Linked DNA regions of Sus scrofa: region 2 is linked to region 1. The links are chromatin contacts, called in public HiChIP or PLAC-seq maps. All regions are on one chromosome and are shown on one strand. The core of a region is the stretch at or near the end of the contact, and the rest is flanking DNA. Distances in the headings are between cores, read along the strand shown. Region 1 overlaps CMIP (C-Maf-inducing protein). Region 2 has its middle 28 kb from the start of CMIP.

What was found. HiChIP or PLAC-seq counts read pairs in DNA pulled down with a chosen protein or histone mark.
Region 2: a contact with region 1 is called in an H3K27ac HiChIP or PLAC-seq map of alveolar macrophages. The contact joins two enhancer-like sites. A contact is called at or near these places in 1 of 5 promoter capture datasets (liver), 29 of 47 Hi-C or Micro-C datasets (adipose tissue, alveolar macrophages, blood and 16 more) and 2 of 2 datasets of contacts at active chromatin or transcription factors (alveolar macrophages and skeletal muscle).

Annotation. Positions count from the first base shown.
Region 1 is chr6:6,658,611-6,664,430 of Sscrofa11.1, reverse strand. CMIP (C-Maf-inducing protein) reads left to right here. Exons shown (of 21, transcript XM_021093761.1): 15 at 1,755-1,871; 16 at 2,182-2,322; 17 at 2,901-2,948; 18 at 3,972-4,118; 19 at 4,995-5,100. Among named protein-coding and RNA genes, the nearest start is that of PLCG2, 58 kb to the right of the region's middle. Within about 2 kb of position 4,195, at least 11 of the 83 cell types and tissues checked have an H3K27ac peak or open chromatin away from gene starts, as enhancers often do. A contact at or near this core is called in alveolar macrophages, where this site is marked.
Region 2 is chr6:6,907,591-6,912,890 of Sscrofa11.1, reverse strand. No RefSeq gene overlaps it. Among named protein-coding and RNA genes, the nearest start is that of CMIP, 28 kb to the right of the region's middle. Within about 2 kb of position 2,425, at least 23 of the 83 cell types and tissues checked have an H3K27ac peak or open chromatin away from gene starts, as enhancers often do. A contact at or near this core is called in alveolar macrophages, where this site is marked.

The DNA of each region.
Region 1 (5,820 bases), core at 2,946-5,445:
CCTCCTCTGGTAGCAAAGAGTGTCCGTCTTGTGAAGGGGTCCCAGATGGTCCCCTGGCCTGTTCCACAATCACGCATGTTCTGGAACGTGAGAAAACGAGAGCCTGGGCCAGCCGTGGTTGAGGCCTCAGACCTGCCACGTGCTGGCCTGATGACCTTGGGTGAGGAACTTGCCTCTCTGGGCTTCAGTCTCCTCCTCTGTGAAACAGGGAGCATAGTACTGGCGTCTCGGGATCCCCTTGGCAGCTGCCTGTGATGACAGCAGATGGAAGGCACCCCGCCTGGGCCCAGTGCACGTCGGTGCTCGGAAGTGACAGCTCTGGTTACTCTCATTCCTACTGGGTGGCTGGTCCAGCAGCGTGAGCAGCTCCTAATGCTCCCCGCAACGAACTTAGCGCCAGGGTCTGTGCAGTGATGACAGACCCTGGCGCTGCCTAGATCCTTTTTTTTTTTTTTTTTTTACTTTTCTAGGGCCACACCCGCAGCATATGGAGGTTCCCAGGCTAGGGGTTTAATTGGAGCTGTAGCTGCCAGCCTACACCACAGCTCACAGCAACCCCCTGAGCAAAGCCAGGGATTAAACCTACAACCTCACGGTTCCTAGTCAGATTCGTTAACCACTGAGCCACGACGGGAACTCCCTAGATCCTTTCTTAAAAGGGGCTTATTTTTAGGTTCCTTTCCTTCTGCACGCCTCGCCTGCTGCCCGACAGGTCCCGTTTTGAGTGCCCTGTGCCTCCTGGAAATGCCAGCCCTGCCTGCCTGCACCACCTCTCTCTCACCTCTCACAGGCTCCTCTGATGTCACAGCTTCACCATGGCAACAGCCCGTGGTCCCCCCACTCCTTGGTGCGGGGACTGTGAGAGAGAAGTCAGGCAGCTGGCAGCTCCCAGCCTGAGAGATCGCATTTGTATGCCAGAGCTGTTCATGATGGAGCGGGAAAGTGTGGACGTGGGGAAGGAAGCAGGCAGCCCCTGGGATGGCAGTGTGTCGTTTCCATGGAAACGCACGCAGGAAGAGGTCCCCTTGATGTGGTAGCCGTTTCCAACCGTGGGGGGTCATTTGCTCTTCCGTGAAGTCAGGCAAAGCAGGTGTCTGGTATCCCCAGCCCTGTTGGTTGGGGACCTCTGCCCTTGGGCCCCATCTCCGGATGCACCAGAAAAAAAACATACAGTTCTCTTAGTGGCTGCCCCACACATAACCCAAGGGGGAGCAGAATTTGCCAGTTCTTGGATTTCTAGGGCAATCACTCAGACTACCTTGGGGCTCCGAGGGGCCTTGGGTAGCGGAGACGGGGCTCCACACAGTTCCCTGTCCTCGTGTGAGGGCTGGGCTTGTGCATCGTGAGCCAGGGCCACCCAGAAGTTTCCACCAGGTTTGCCAGCACCGCGAACCCAGAGGGCTGGCTGTCAGCAGAGTCCCAAGGGGAGCGGGAGAAGGCCTCGGGGTGTGTCTTAGGGGGTGGGGGTAAAATGTACAGAACATGAATTTCCCCCCCCCCAGACCGTTGTTAAGCACGGAGTCCTGGAGCACTCGGTGCCTTCACGCTGTTCTGCGGTCATCACCACCATCCATCTCCAGAACTTTCTCATCTTCCCCAACTGAACCTCCCCCAACTCAGCACTGATTCCACCCCCTTCCCGGCCCCGGGGCCCACCCTTCTCCTTTCGCAGCCCTTCCGGGGCACCTGCAGAGGTACACCGGGGCCACCGCCCGTGGCGGTCACTGCCTTCACCGGGCCGTCCCTCCCTCCAGGTGCACATCCTCATGGGCTCCTGTTACAAGACCAAAAAATTCCTGCTCTCCCTGGCGGAAAACAAGCTGGGACCCTGCATGCTCCTGGCGCTGAGGGGGAACCAGACCATGGTGGAGGTAAGGAGCCGGGCCCGAGCCCCGGCCAGGCTGCCGACGCACCCAGGCCTTCGTCCTGCGAGAGACCAGGCGGAAGCCGTGTCGCTTTTCCTGCCTCAGCCCCAGAAGTCAGGCAACTGGCCCACGTCCCACGGCCAGAAGTGCTGGGGGTGGGGAGAGACTGGGACCTCGGGGCGCACGGGCTGTGCTGCGCGTGGTCGCCTCTCCCGGCAGGTGGGGCAGGCCGAGGGCTTGGGCACCTGCGCCTTCAAGGAGCAGCCCCGCCCGGCGTCTCGGGCAGGGGGTGACACGCCGCCCCGGCTCTCGGCAGATCCTGTGCTTGATGCTGGAGTACAACATCATCGACAACAACGACACCCAGCTCCAGATCATCTCCACCCTGGAGAGCACGGGCGTGGGGAAGCGCATGTACGAGCAGCTGTGCGACCGGCAGCGGGAGCTCAAGGAGCTGGTGAGTCCACAGCGGCTCCAAGGAGCAGAGCCCGGGGACTGCGGCGCCTCTGTGGGCCTCCCTCTCCGGCATCCTCCTCAGACCCAAAGACGTCAAGGTGGCCACCTGCCCCTTTCCAGATGACCAGACAGGCCAGGCTGGTGGCCCAGGGTCAAACAGCCCCCCGCTTGGCCAGGACCCCGTGCTGACCCACCCTCTGAGTCCCACAGGGCCGTCGCTGTCAGGGACCCCACGTCCCTGAGACCCTTCATTTGAGTGCCTGGGCGGGGCTTGCCTTCAGAAGGCCAGCACCTGTACCTCTTGGCCAAAGCGCAGCAAGACAGAAAGGGTTCGGAAGTCAGGCCCCGGAGCAGCTCTGATGCTTCTCCTTTGAATGGGGCCCCTCTGAGACCTGACTTCTCTGCCATTTCCCAGAGCCCAGGCATAGCGGGTTGGTAGCACCCTCGTCCTTTCGGGGCCTTCATGGATGGGCTTCCACTCCCAGGAAAGCAAATGGCGCCCTGAGAGATGATGCTAGAGGTGGGGCCGGGGGAAGCTCGTGGGCAAGTGGGTCATGATCACTCTGGTTCCTCTTGCAGCAAAGGAAAGGCGGGCCCACCAGGCTAACACTGCCCTCCAAGTCCACAGTGAGTTGGTTTCGTTGTCTGGCAGGGCTGGGCAGAGGGAGGAAGGTGGGTTGGTCCTCCTTGCTGGGGAACAGCAGTGCCTGTTGCTGGTGATGCGGTCGGGGGTTGAACAAGGACACCGTGGTACTTGGCAGGCCGGCTTTTCTGGAGGGAACTGGATTGTAAGAAACCAAACATTATGGTACAGATTATGGTGGATATTAATGTTGACATGTTACCAGTTATTCATAGTGACAGCAGTAATAGTTCACGTATGTTGAAGCGTTCACGCACAGATACTGTGCTCACAGTGCACTGTGTCTTCACAACAAGCCTTTTAGGTTGGTGCCTCTTCCCTTCCCCATTTAACAACTTTGGGCCTCTTAATTCCTCTGTCCTGTCTTTGGCACATAGCCTCCACCTCATGGTCCAAATAGGCTGCACAGGCTCCAGCCATCTTGTCTCCATTCCAGCCAGGAGTAAGGAGAAGCAGGCAAAGAACACAACTCTTCTCTTGAAGGACCTTCCTGGAAGTTCCATTGGTCACAACTGCTTATTGTCCAGATATAGCATGTGGCCCCACGTAGCTGGAAAATGTAGCCTTAATTCAGGGCAGCCATATGGCAGCTAAAACTTAAGGATTCTGTCCCAAAGATGGAAGAGGTCAGCGATCCTCATCTAGTGCTCTCATGTTCATCGATCCCCACAGGCCTTAGACTTGCAGGGGGCTTATTGTTTGCTGCTGGGAATGGCCACCAGCTGCCACCTGGGAAAGCGAGCTGGTCAGACAGACATGTGCGTGCAGGCCTGTGGGAGGGACATGGCCTCTGAACACCCCAGTGGTGACTCAGGGTGTGAGTCACAGCACCCAAAGGCTTTCTCCAGCCGGGCAGCTACCACCCATGGAGATAGGGAGGCAGCCCGCCTCCTTGACACCCCCTTAGCCCAACCCACCGGGCCAGACAGTGTGGGGGTGGAGAGGGCCTGGGAAGGCGCCGGGCTGTGCCAGGCGCCCCCTGAGCCCCGCCTGCCTGCCCTCTGCAGGATGCCGACTTGGCTCGTTTGCTGAGCTCTGGCTCCTTCGGAAACCTGGAGAACCTCAGTTTGGCCTTCACCAATGTAACCAGTGCCTGCGCAGAGCACCTCATCAAACTGCCTTCTCTCAAGCAGCTAAACCTGTGGTCCACTCAGGTACACGGGCCCGCCCTGCACCCCGCTACGTGTCTTCCCTGCACCACTCCCTCTCCTTCCTTGCTCCGCCCTCTCCTCCCTTGCTCCGCCCCCTTCTCCCTTGCTCCGCCCAGCCCTCCCTGCCCCCTGGTGGGGGGCGTTCCCTCCTCCCTGCCCCATACCTGCCCTGCACCCTCCTCCATGGCTGGCCTTTCCACCCAGAACCCATGGGTCCAGTCCCTTGATCCCATGCCCCCTCCATGGCTCAGTGCTACGTTCCCCAGAGGGTCCTAAGCCAGAGGAGGTCTAGCCTTTCCGATGCCCAGTAGCCCCTTTCACGGCTGGATTTGCTGAGGCCCAGAGGGGACATGTAGAGTCTCACCCGTGCTGAAAGGCAGAGCTGACGTGTGGAGCGGGTCTAATGCCCCTCCCTCGGGAGCGTGCGGGTGGCTTGTGGGTCCCTTCCGTGTCATAACGGCCACGGTGCTCCTTGTCCTGCTCAGCATTGATCTAGCGGTTGAGCCTTTGGCGTGGATCTTCACATGTGGGCTCAGCAGTGCTGTAAGGCCCAGCCGTCCAGCCATCCCACCCTCCCCCAGGGCAGGGCCACCTCCGCCCTCACTCAGAGAGCCACTGGGTTCACAACCCCCCTAGACAGACGGTAGCACCGACTCACAGGGTTGGGAGGGTACTAGTCTGGGCCATGGCACCAGCAGAAGCTGGATTTGAACCCAGGTCATGGCCCTGGAGTCTCTGGAGAGAAGCGAGAGCAGCCCTGGCCCTGAGGCGTGGAGGGCGGAGGTCCTGGGCCACAAAGCCAGGCTCTGCCTCCTTCCACCGCTGTGCGGGGCGGAGGCTGGAGTCCGTCTCCAGGCTGAGAGGGTCTCTGCCCCACAGTTTGGAGACGCCGGCCTGCGGCTCCTGTCGGAACACCTCACGATGCTTCAGGTGCTGAACCTGTGCGAGACGCCTGTCACCGATGCCGGCCTGCTGGCCCTCAGCTGTGAGTCCCGCCGCCTTCTCTGGTCCCTCCCCGGGGCTGCGGGCCATGCCGAGGCCTCGCTAAGCCCTCCTCCACCAGGAGCAGCACCAGGGCAAATGCCGCTGCCCTTGTGGAGCTGATACTCTAGAAAAAAGGAAAACGCGTGAGGCCGGGCTCATGCCCTCCCGACAGTGTCAGAGGCCCGAGGTGCCCCCTCCCCACCAGCCGCAGCGGCTCCCCCAGAGCTGGTTGGAAATGCGGATTCTCAGGCCCTGCCCCAGACCCGCCGACTCAGAAACTGCATTGTAACAAAAAGCCCCAGTGATTCTCATGCGGGTTAACATTTAAGAGGCACTGCCCTCGTAGACGGAGCCAGAGAATGCTCGAGGGACCTGGAGCTGCTGGTGCCCGTACCCCGACCCTCATCTCCTGAACTCGAACCTTGGGTGCTGTTGAGCCTGGGAATCTGCATTGCCTGTTGTCAGACCCACTGGTTTAGATGAGAGGCCCTGTGTATCCCAGCTGGGAAGAAGCAAGGAGGGTTTCCCAGGGAGAGGACTGGACCTGGGCGTGGAAGCCATTCACGTAGGGGTGGCCAAGGAGCTGGCAGGCCCGGCAGCGGGTCGTTGGCCCCTGGTAGGAGGCTTTGAGGGGTTAGGGGCAGGTGACAGGGCTGACGGAGCACCGGGAGGATGAGGTTTGGAGTCCCAGCGGGGTAGCGTCCTGGCGAACAGTGCTGGC
Region 2 (5,300 bases), core at 1,176-3,675, 250 kb before region 1:
TGTTGGCATTTGTCTAAAGCTCCCGGGTGGATTCGCAACGAGGGCTGAAAGCAACTACATTAGAGATTAAAAGCCCATATTTGTTGAGCATTTATCTTGTCTCAGGCAATAAGAATTTTGTATATGTAAACACGAATTCATTTACTCTTTGCAGAATCCTTCAGAGGTAGGTTCTCCTATCATCATCTCTATTTTGCAGTTGAGGAAAGTGAGACACAGTGGCGAAGCCATTTGCTTGGTGCTAGCAAGTTGCAGGCCCAGGGTGGAATCCCAGACAGGCTGACCCTGAGCCTGGCACTTAAACAACGCCACATGGCTGCCCGGTGGGATAGGACTGGCCTTGTGCTCCCGTGGAAAAAGATCCGGGAGTCAAAGGGGGCCACAAGCCAAATACGAATGTCACTTTAAAGGGGAAAGCATGGGGGGGGGTTGGAGCGGGAAAGGGTTGGAGTTCAAGTCCTAGGCCCCAGCGCATGACCCTGGACCAGGAAGCCGTTTGCCGCTTCTGCGCCTCCGTCTCCCCATGGGCGAGTAATGAGCTGCTGAGAGAGCAAATGAAAACACCCGGCCCAGGGCCTGGAAAATGAGGGTCGAGGGTGTTCAGCTGCCTTTCCTCCCCCACCCCCCATGTCTCTCAGGTGTGTCTCCAGAAACACAAACCGAGGGGCCCCCGAGGCCTTCACGGCAGGCCCTCATGAAACACGGGCGCCTGGAAAGCACAGCCCGCAGAGCTGAGATGGGCTTGTTTTGAAAGAACGTTGTTGGAAGAGGCTGCCCTTCCCCAGCCAAGAAATGACTTTTTTTAAAGGCCGCACCCGTGGCACATGGAGGTTCCCAGGCTAGGGGTTGAATCGGAGCTGTACCCACCGGCCTACACCACAGCCACAGCAACGCCGGATCCTTAACCCGCTGAGCGAGGCTGGAGATGGAACCTGCGTCCTCATGGATGCCAGTCAGATTCGTTAACTGCTGAGGCACGACAATGACCTTCCTTTAATCCACACTCCTGATCACACAGATGGATGCAGCCAAAGCCCTCCTCACCTCCGCCCAGGGAGAGGCATGGGCCGTTCTCCGTCGCCTGAGACTCTCTGACGGCCCACCCCCAGCGCCAAAGACCCTGCGGGAGCTCAGGTGATTACATGCCCTCGAGAGACCCCCCCCCACCCCACCACAGATGCTTCTCAAAGAAGCAGCTGCTCCACAGGGTGGCAGAAGGTAAGAGGAGACCAGGGAGCCCACTTAGGTCTTTACAACTACCTCCGGGGGGAGCCTCCAGGGGGATCTGGGGTGGGGGATGAGGTGGGCTTCCCTCTGGGTCAGTGGGAGGGAGCTGGCCCAAGAGGCAAAGGTGGGAGAGTGCTGGCCTGTGACTTGGGCCTGTTGGGACATAATCTTTGGGGGCCTCGGTTTTCTCATCTGAAAAATGGGCTTGAGAATCAAAGTGAGGAGTAAATGAGGTAATGAAGCCTGGGTCACACCACTGAGTGATGGCTCTTAGCAATGGTAGCTCTATCCGTTCAACTAATAGCCAATCAAATATCCAATAAGTTAGCATGAGGAGTGGTTTTAGCCATTTAAATGAGATTCATACTATGATTTTCACAAGCTACTGTGACTCCAACATCCAATCAATAATATCTGATATACAGTGATATCCTATATCCAATATATATCTAAACCTAACAATGCTGGAGTTCCCGTTGTGGTGCAGCGGAAACGAATCCGACTAGGAACCACGAGGTGGCGGGTTGGATCCCTGGACTTGCTCAGTGGGTTAAGGATCCGGCATTGCCGTGAGCTATGGTGCAGGCGGTCAACTGTAGCTCTGGTAGGACCCCGAGCCTGGGAACCTCCATATGCTGCAGGTGCGGCCCTAAAAACCAAAAAATAAATAAATAAACCTAACAATACTGAAGAAAATATCCGTAAATCAGAATAGTAGGTATATTCATTCAAATAATATCTAATAAATAAGGAATAATAAGTAGCCATTAAAATGATTGCAATACTATTTTCATGGGCTATTGCGAATCCAATAGCCAAAAAATAATATCCAATAAAGCAAGTAGCAGATACATTCATTATAATACTGTGATAACGGTGAGCTACTGTGAATCCTAAGTAAGAGATGCGATAAAAGACCGCTGTGGGAGGGGTCGAGGGGGGCTCCAGCAGGGCTGACCGCTGTTGATGGGGACGCAAAAATTCACTGTGGGCTCATCTGCCTGGATCCTCTTTCACGGTGGCTGGAGACCAGCCGTCTTCCGCCTCTGCCTGCCTCCCCTTCCCGTCGTGAGAGTCAATATGATCCTCTCCCCACATCCTTCGCGTCCCCACTGCCGCAAACACGCTCAATAGGCAGTTCCAGAAGCGGTCTCGGCGTCGCACGAAAATGTCCAGCAGAGGGCGCGCCAGACCCATAGGGCTCGAGGCTCCTGCGCTCGCGGTCGCCCAGGCGAGGCGAGGGGGAGGGGCGGCTCTGTGTTTGGGCTCCCAGCGCACCCAGCCAGCACCCAGCCAGGTCACCCGCGGAAGGACCACTGGACTCTGGACAAGGCGAAGTGACTCTCGCTGTGGTGTGGAGAAGCAGGAAGGGAGGGGCGTCCTGCACCCTTGCTGGACCTGAGCTGAGCTGCCCATGACCTTGGGAGGTGGGAGGAGGGTCTGAGGGTCCACTGCCCGGAGAGGGCGGTGGGCAGCCTTGTCCACTGGAACGAGAGGCTCTCGGCTGCCCCCACCCAGTTTCGCTGCTGCCCGCTGGGAACCCTTCCCCCGTTTCTCAGCAAGGCACCGCTGCAGGGCCACCTTCCCAGTTGCAGGCTTGACAGAAAAACCTAAGCCCTTTGTTCCTGAATGAGGTTAGGCCGACCCTGACCGTCCATGCAGCTGCGTGTTCTTCCTTAGCACAGATCAGTCATGGGACCTGGCAGTGCTGCCTCTGAAAAAGCCCCAGAACCTCTGAGAGTGTGTGGTGGCCAAAGCTGGGGTCCCACCGGGGTGACCCTGCCAAGGGTTTAAACTCTGTGTGTTTCCATGTCCTCGTCTGTACACCTGATGGGACTAATCATGGACCTGCCATAGAGGTTTGCTGGGAGGTGTGTGTGAGCAGGGCCGGCCCAGGGCTCGGGCTGCACAAGGGTCGCATCTGCCTGTTGGTTAATCCAGCCTCTGTCATCAGCCCCCTGACAATCCAGGCCACCCCACCTCCTCCCCACCAGGCCACCTGGGCCACCTTCATTCCCCCCACCCCTTACAAGGCCCCTACTGTCATCTCCTGCCTGCTACCCAATCTGGGCCTGTCCTCTGCCCCTCAGGGACTCCTGCCCCCTGCCTGCCCCCCACCGACTCCGCTAGTCTTGAACCCCCCGACCCATCACACCCATCAACTACCCTGTGGCCAAACTGACTTTTCTAAAATGCAAATCTGATGATGTTGCTCCCCGCTCAGTATCCACAGAAGGCTTCCATTAAATTTGGAATGAAGGGAGTTCCCACTGTGACTCAACAGGTTAAGAACCCAACTAGTATCCATGAGGATGTGGGTTCGATCCCTGGCCTCACTCAGTGAGTTAAAGGACCTGATGTTGCTGTGGCATAGGGCAGCAGCTGCAGCTCTGATTCAACCCCAATTGCAGGAACTTCCATATGCCTCAGGTACGGCTCTTAAAAAAATTTTTTTTAATTGGAATTAAGTTTCAGCTCCTTGAAATGATTTACAAGGCCTTTGGTCAAATTGACAATGCCTGGCATTCCAGCCTCATCTGTCTGAGTGACATGACAGGGTCCCTCCATGGCAAGGAGCTTGGAAATTTGATACTTGTCTTAATAGTTTTAAAATACTTGCACATTTACCCAAAGAGAAACTACAATTTTTTTTATGACTCTAAAGACCATCTCTGTCTCGGTGAACCCAAGGGCTTTAGAGCAGGTACTCTATTCAAGGGACCTGCTGATTGGGTCTAGAAGCTTCTCTCACTGGCCATGCCCTGCCCTCACTCTTGGGTCGTTCCCCCTCCTTAAAGGCTGACTGTTGTCAGGTATATTCAGTTTCAAAGTCTTATTGGCTGTGAAGAGCCTCCACCTTTCTGCCGAATAGGGTCAGCCGTGTGTCTTTGGCTGCTCTCGGACCCGTGGCCCTCACCCAGGACCCACACATGAGAACATAGCTGGGGCGGCACCAGGCAAAGGCACTTTTCAGGTTCCCATGTGGTGGCACTGCTGGGCAGGGGTGCGAGGTTCTGAGCCCCCATCCTGACTCATTCCCAAGGTCTCCTTGGTGGGTGTGCTGGGCTGTGGTCCTTCCATTCAGCCCCAGCTCACACCCTCACAAAACCAGTTCCCCGACTCAGCTCCTGACTCAGGGGCTCGCCAACATTCACACCCGATGCTTCTTTTATGAAACTAATATTTTGTAACGTGCCTTTCTATCCTCAAGTGGAGTTCACAGCTATATAATTCACCGGTATGTGTGATTTTTCAAAACACCAATGTCATACCCTAATTAGAATCGAAAGAGGGTTAAAAGGAAGGTAATCAGTCATTGCATCACGTGGGGACACTGGACCCCCCTCAGAGAAATAAAGAAGGAATCAGAAGTTTGTCCTGTACCAGGATCGCCAGGAAGGCAACGGCTGCCGTGTAGACGGTCACAGGTGTGCCCCGTGGGTGAGGCCGTTGGTGACGTGGTTTTCCGAAATGGTGACCAGCTCTTGGGTAACGTCCAAACGAGACAAAGAATAACCTTCCCTCCACTGACATGGTGGTTGCACTCCTGGAAAATTCAGTGACTATTAAGATAGAGCAGGAAAAGAAAATTTGCATTTATATATAAGATGAAGTTAGATTCTAGATGCAGATAATTTCAAGCAGGGTTTTTGCCCACGTGGATGCCCGGTGAGACGTCAGACAGTCATGTGGGACGAGAGCCCGTCACTGTCCTGGGAACCGGCTGGCACATTGCAGGACATCTAGCCTTTCTGCCCACTGCAGCTACCAGGTAGCAGTGGCTCCCATACATGGATTGTGGGGACAGATGTCCGAGTGTGGTGGGGGCAGGCCTGCCCCCAGGAGCATGACAGGCCTGGGGTCAGGGCCCTCCCCACGCCCACCCCCACTCCAGCCCCAGGTCTTGGCTTCTGCTCTTCCTCCCTCTCCTCTCATTAAGGGAGCGTCTCCTCCTGCAAGCCCTCCAGTAAGTCATCCTCCAGGAAGCTCCCCTCCCCCACAACCTGGGGCAATGCCTTTCCCTGCCCCGAGCCCCCCCCAAGCGCTCTCGAAGCCTTGATGACTCGGCCATC